Linked DNA regions of Mus musculus: region 1 is linked to region 2. Evidence: chromatin contacts called from public Hi-C data. All regions are on one chromosome and are shown on one strand. Each heading gives the region's core, a stretch centred on a gene start, on an enhancer-like site or on the middle of the called end of the contact. The rest is flanking DNA. Distances are from core to core; before and after follow the strand shown. Region 1 has its middle 6.4 kb from the start of Gm46330. Region 2 overlaps Vipr2 (vasoactive intestinal peptide receptor 2).

The links. A called contact is a pair of places that touch in the nucleus more often than the background predicts.
Region 1: a contact with region 2 is called in a Hi-C map of group 2 innate lymphoid cells, with 4 times the contacts expected there. The contact joins two enhancer-like sites. A contact is called at or near these places in 2 of 15 datasets of contacts at CTCF or cohesin (CD8 T cells and pro-B cells), 76 of 484 Hi-C or Micro-C datasets (8-cell embryo, the AML12 cell line, the BV-2 cell line and 50 more), 7 of 115 datasets of contacts at active chromatin or transcription factors (CD8 T cells, the HPC-7 cell line, bone marrow-derived dendritic cells and 3 more) and 3 of 9 other capture datasets (adipose tissue, liver and pancreatic islet).

What each region holds. Positions count from the first base shown.
Region 1 is chr12:116,201,416-116,204,930 of GRCm38.p6, reverse strand. No RefSeq gene overlaps it. Among named protein-coding and RNA genes, the nearest start is that of Gm46330, 6.4 kb to the right of the region's middle. Within about 2 kb of position 2,115, at least 23 of the 459 cell types and tissues checked have an H3K27ac peak or open chromatin away from gene starts, as enhancers often do. A contact at or near this core is called in group 2 innate lymphoid cells, where this site is marked.
Region 2 is chr12:116,137,268-116,140,405 of GRCm38.p6, reverse strand. It overlaps Vipr2 (vasoactive intestinal peptide receptor 2), which reads right to left. Exons shown (of 13, transcript NM_009511.2): 8 at 3,033-3,093; 9 at 1,662-1,731; 10 at 1,167-1,258. Among named protein-coding and RNA genes, the nearest start is that of Gm20658, 27 kb to the right of the region's middle. Within about 2 kb of position 1,860, at least 54 of the 459 cell types and tissues checked have an H3K27ac peak or open chromatin away from gene starts, as enhancers often do. A contact at or near this core is called in group 2 innate lymphoid cells, where this site is marked.

The DNA of each region.
Region 1 (3,515 bases), core at 866-3,365, 64 kb before region 2:
GTGGCCCTCTAGAAGGCTGTGTATATTTGATATGGCACATTATCTGTGACCCAGAGCCATGTGCTGAGTGTACACAGGGTTGAGAGACTGTTCTTTTCTCAGTATTTGCAGCCTCCACTCCCACAGTGTTAGAAAGTTTCCTTCTCAGGCTCTATAGCTGAGTGTCCTGTGATTTACACAGGAAGTGCCAAGATTTTATAGAGGAAGGAAAAGGGGCCTCTCTTCTCTAGGGATGACAACCCAATGTATTATCCCCTCTACACTTCATTGAAATGGGCTCTCTTGGCCTCTAGTAATGGCCACCCTCTCTCCTGAGTGTTGGCAACACCTGTGCAGAATGAAGCCAAAGTGTGATTGCCCTGCCCACTGCAGCCTCTCACCACCAGTGACAGCAAAAAACCCAAATAGCATCCCATAACAGCTCAGGGAAACAAGTGGAAAACCAGGTCTGCTTCCTGTTGCAGCTTTTCCTGGCCAGCATGTGTATATCCCAGGGAGGTGGGATGCTCCTCTCGATTATGGAATAATCCAACCCAGTGATCATTTATCATCATTTATAACTTGACACTCCAAATTATAAATTTCTCAGAGGAATCCTGGGGACATGAAGGTTGGAAGAGCTGCATTAGTAGTACCATATATGGAAAATACATTTTCTTTCTTTGAATACTCTGTTTAGAACATTTGGGACAGTGAAGGACAGAAGATAACCATAGTAGCCTGCAGTTTGTATATCAGAAAATCTCCCACTAGCTGGGAGTATACAGCATTCTTAGTGTTTTAGTTTGAGGGAAGGGCAAAGCCAAGCATGAGGTGGATTCGACATGGGAGTGTTTTGCCATGTTTGATCCTTAATGTGATCTTGGCTGGATAGAGAGTCATCTAGGAAATGGAGGAACACCTCCGGCTATGTTTATGAGTATAGTTCAGAAAAGATTTCACCGCGGAGAAGACCCACTCTGGAATATGGGCCACATTATTTCTAGGGCTGAGGCCCTAGAACCAGATGAGGGCAGCATTGCCCTCTCTCTGCTTCCTGGCCCTCCGTGATGTGAACTGCTCTACCACACCACACCACAGTACTACACCACACACACAGACACACAACACAAACACACATGAACACGCACAAGCACACACACAGACACACACACACACACACACACGCCACTACCACCGCAATGGATTGAGCCCCCTCAAGCGATGAAAGAATAAAGTTCTCCTCTCCTTAAGCTGTTCCTCCCCTGGTTTCTGTGTAGTATTGGTCATTGCTAATAAAACAAATGAACATAAATATCCTGTGAGGATGCTGGAGTAGCATGGCATGACACCGTGAGGAGAGGGTTCAGCTGCTGGAAGAAAGGCTGGGATCCCTGAGGAGCCTGATGCAACTCAATGCTATGGGTGGGAGGGAAGGAATAAGAATAAAAGGGCTTTCCAGAATTATTGCTGTATTTTAGTTTCCCTTTTTTTTTTGCCTTGAGTACATTGAGTGAGTGTTTATAGTGATTCCACTTGGTGTGTCATGTTGATGTATCAGTTACAGCTCTTAGTGGTTTCCTGGGGTTTATAGCATCACATTTCTCTTGCTTAAGTCATTACCCTTCCTCCTGGCAGTCATGCCTTTCCTCCTCCTGAGCTTTAGGGTTAGCATTAGGGTAGGCTGGGGTTAGGGCTAGGGAGAGGGGTCTTGTCAGGTCTGGGACTTGCGGGTTCACGGCGTAGGTTTGTGAGATCTTTGCCTTTCAACGTTCTGCTTAGCACCGTGGTGAGCCCTGCCTCACAGAACAAGACTTGTGCGAAACACAGGCCTGTTGGTGGGGCTGAGGGTGTCCGAGATGTGCAGTTTCTAGGTCCCTGCCCTTTCCAGAATCTGTTCTCCCCACTCCACCAACTGCAAGGTGTCCTGAGGAGACGGAGTGAAGGTCCTGGTAGAGTTCTTCCTCTCCCAGCAGCTCCTGTTGTCACCAGCTTCTGATTACTGAAGGTATCTGTCCCGGTTCTCAGCGAGCTTATCCTGAGGAAACCTGACCGATAGCTCCACACCAAGTGGTTCTTTATCCCCTCACAACCGAGAAGACAAAAGTGCATTTGTAAAAGCATCATGCAGTACGGCATGCCAGGCACAAGGGGGCAGCAGCAGCCACCTGAGCTCTGGCCAGCCTACTTGTCCACACTTTATGCCTGAATGCTTGATTCCAAACACAAGAAGCAGTAGGCTTAAACACTCTCACAGTAATACAACCCTTCTATTTATATCCAAGGAGAGGATTCTCCACGTTGATCAAACAGGGGAAACATTTTATTTTTTTTAAAAGATTTTCTTTATATGCATCAAAGCCAAATAGCTGAAATGCCTGCCTACCTCATAGCATAACCTTCTTTCCAGGGAGACTGTGTTAGTGCTGGGTATCTGAGGGCAGCTTAGGTTCACTGAGTCACAGAGAGCACCCACTGGACAAAGAGACGCACCACAAGTGGTCATGAGCCAAATGGGGCTTTAAGAAAGCCTCCAGCTAAATCCATTTTTGTGGTCCTGATGTGAGGCTTAGTCACACACACACACACACACACACACACACACACACACACACACGATAACACTAAGCAGTCCTGGTTACAGTGTGGTTTCACCCATCGCTGACCCACCATTGCCTCAGCCCCTGTATCTCCTGCAAGTGGTGGTCAGAACTTTGTGAAATCTCTTTCTGGGAGGCAAGGTCCTCCTCTGGCTGGCATCAGGCTTCATTCTTTTCCATTTCCCAGCATGAGATGCCAGTTAGAGGATCATTGTCCCAGTGGTCTTGACAGCTAAAGGAGGAGCACAAGTGGGTCTTCAGTCCTTACTCATCCACAAATGGGACATCTGTGTTACACCTCCTCCCCAAGGCTCAGGAAACATCACAGAAGGGGGGCAGAAAGACTGTAAGAGCCAGAGCTTGGAGAGGACGTGGTGAGACACTATCTTCTGGACATGACAAGACCACTGCACTCATGAACATCCAGAGGCTCTGGTCACCTCCACGAGACCCTCACAATAGCAAGCCATACAATATTTAGAGAGACCCACAAGCCCCTACTATCTGAACTACTCACAGCTGGTGGCTGCTAGGGGAAGGACTGTCAGTTTTCTTTAAGAATATGGTACCTGGTAGGTTCATCATATACCAGTGGATGGCCCCATACTCCTGTCTGTATGAATGGCGCCAATTAGATGCTTCTGTGAGGACATGAAAACTGCCCGCAAGTACTCAACACATTTCTCACCCTCAGAACTGAGAAATAAATCTCTTTTTACAACTAAAACTATTTTTGCATTTATTTATGTATATGGTGCGTATGAGTGTACCCAAATATGTGCAAGTGTGTGTGCCCTAGCATGTGTATGAAAGGCAGAAGACAGTTAAGAGAATCAATTTTCTATCGAATGGCCATCAAACTTGCATGTGGGTAGCAAATGCCTTTACTCACTGAGTCATCTTGCTGGCCCCATTTTTCTTTTTCTTTTTTGTTTT
Region 2 (3,138 bases), core at 611-3,110:
CCAGAGAAAAGGTCAGCACAGACACTAAACAGGATTTGCCGAAAATCCAAATCCAATTGAAAGGCGACTAAGAATGCCCGCCCTGCTTTCCAGGGCTGCAGAGGGGATGCATGAGACCCATTATGTCTGATCAGGCACCATGTGGCAGCTTATACCTTGTTATGTGTGGCCTGGCAGGTTTCTTCCACAAAGAGAAACTTATTTCTTGTATTTTGTGCACAGCATGACACAACTAAGACTTAAATGCCCACCAAGTCCTTTCTCTATTCTTCTGTGCCAGGCACTGAATGTCTTTCAGTTGTTTCTCAAACCCAACAGGCAAACATCCATTCCATTTTACAGGAGAGGAGACAGCATACAGGGAAGACCCCTCTCTGTTCAGCCATCCTGCTGGCTCAGCACCCACATCACGCTGCATTTTTTTTTTTTCTATGAAAAGCAGCCTGGGTGCAGGTGTTAACTTCCAACTGGCTGGGAGCTGATCACTTCCCAGGGTGATGCAGATCTTAGCCAGCACAGGATCATCTGAACCCAGGCTCCTGACCTGTACCAAATACAGCATCACCAAACTGAGCCCAGGCTCTGAGCTGCACCAAATACAACATCGCTGAAATCATGTTCACATCACACCTGAGCTGGGATATATTTTTCCTTTGTGAATTATGGGTAACCTACTGATTCCTTGGATTATCACAAATTAGCTGGTAAAATTCATGAGTCTGTGCCAGTCAAAGTGACACACCACTTGTCAGATTACTGCTAAAAGCAGGTCTAGGCACAAAGGGCCAGCTGTGCTTGTGTGGACCAGCCCCAAGTTCTGGTTGGGAGGACAGACATACGAAGAACAATGTGTGGTTAAAGGGAGCTAGATGTCAGGCTGTGATATCACAGAAAAGGACACACATTTAAGGAACACTCTCACATGAAGGCTCTATGCATGATGGCAAACATGAGAGAATGTTCTTATTTTTAGCACCATCATCCTACAGTGTGGTTTCTTGGCCCCTGTGAGTGCTGGGCCGGCAGACTCCAGTGTCAGTGCACGTTGAGCCTTAGAGGGCCACCTAGGTACCTTGAGGACCTTCTGTATCCTGGCATTAGGCTCTACTCTCCATGAACTTTGCTGCATATTTGCTGCATATCATGCTGGACAAGCAGATACTCACTTGTACTGTGACTGGTCATTGCCACCAACATCTGGAGAAGTTAGTTTCTGAAGTAAGATCCTTACAATGCTGATGAAGAGGGCAAAGTTGACCTGCACAGAGACAAGAAAGGACTGTGTGATCTGTGAGCACCTTTACATCTTATCCCTGATCACCCATCTATAGGATTTTGCCACCATCTACCCCAGGCACTAGGTCTGCCCACTGCACCAAAGAGGACCTCGTGTGGGCATTGAGGGTACTACTGCATAAAGTTGTGGTTAACTGAGCAGTTGGAAATGGGCAGCAGACTATTTTAATCTCCTCCAAGTCTAGAATCCTTCTGGTCTTATTGCCTTGGAGTCCACTCTTCCCTGGGTGTTTCTCTGGAGGTGATGGGGCCCTGTAGGAAGTTGGTAGCCACTTACACACAGTGAAGCAGGGTGGCTATACTCTGTATGGTACAGGTACACAAAAGAAAAGCAGAGCATAGCCTCTCCAAAGGCAGCTACTTACTACAATAGAAATTAGAATGGGCATCCGAATGACCCACCAGGGGATGCTGTGGTCGTTTGTGTCCCAGCAACTGTTAGAGAGAAAGAAACTGGTGTCACTCTGACTCAGCATATAAACCAGGCTCTGGGCAGAACTGTTTGGGTGAGGATTGATTCTCAGATGAAGCTTGCAGAACCAACTTTCCCCTTTCTCGGTCTCAATGTGCCAATCAGACTCTGATTGCACAGTCACCTCCAACTAGATCTAACTGCCCTGCATGTAGAGTGAAGCGGCTTTCCTGGGTGAGTCAACCTGACAGTCTGCTAATGGCGAGGTAGCACGGAGTGCAGCTCCTGGGCTGGTAAGTCTCACAGTTGTGATGTTAGTTAATTCAAGGCATGTGCTCTCACTTGCTCTGGATGCCATGAAGGCTCTTTTCTTCCTTCTGAAAACATAGTCCTCCAAATTGTTTATATCTCTGTCTCAAAGAATTAAAAATGTGCCTTGAGAGTGATTGAAGTGGTCTTGACTTTCAGTAGGGTTTATCTCCAGCAAAAAGTGTGATTTTGCAAGGCTACAGCTCACAGTAGGTGCTGACTGTTCCAGCAAGGGCAGAGTTCCATGGCCTAGGGCCCCAGCCTGTTTGGCAATGTGGCATGGGCAGTTGAGTTGGCTCTGAGACCTCCAAACCACAGAGCAAAGAGTGCCTTCCAGCCGACACTACCTCAGTTGTCAGTCCTGCTTACCGAAGGGTGACCGGGCCATTGAATTCAGCTGAGGAACAACTGCTGGGTGGGTGGATGGAGTTTCACTTTTGTTGTCAGTGTAAAGTCAGAGACTAAAGAGAAAGATTGGCTTAGGCCAACCACTCAGAGTGATATACTCTCCAGTGGACAGTTGTTACCCTGGGGTCTTTTGTGAGATACATCTAGGCTAGGGATGCCTGTTACTACCTCTAGGCTCAGAAGTTCTCAGAGGAGGAGCTCACAGAGGCTATCCAGGCAGCCACATAGCCTGATCTTAATGCATTCCCCCCTGGACCCCCCCCCCATAAACTTGCTTGTTTCTGCTTGGCTCTCTTGGGGACACCAAAAAGTCATGCAAAATATCACTCATTCTGCCTGGCTTGTCCCGATTTTAGCTAAATTTAGAAATGGCTTAACTTTCACCTCTCATTTGGGCCATCTTCTAAATACTGAGACTTGTAGTGAGTCTTGCCCATGACCATCATCTACATGTCTTTTAATCACGGGGTGCTAAATGTTGCCTAGAAATGCCTTGACTGGCTGGAAATCTTTTGTCTCTAACGGTACAAGTTTCTTTAGCTCTCAGATATTCTACCAGTACCAGCAGGCCTTGTTTTACAGGCATGGATGCACATATAGCACTTACCCTGTGTCTTCTAAAGAGAGGCGAGTTGCTGTCCATGCACCTATACACACACTGGGGATGCCTGTGGAGAGACCCCCATCAGATTTGCTCCTGTTCATCAATGGGA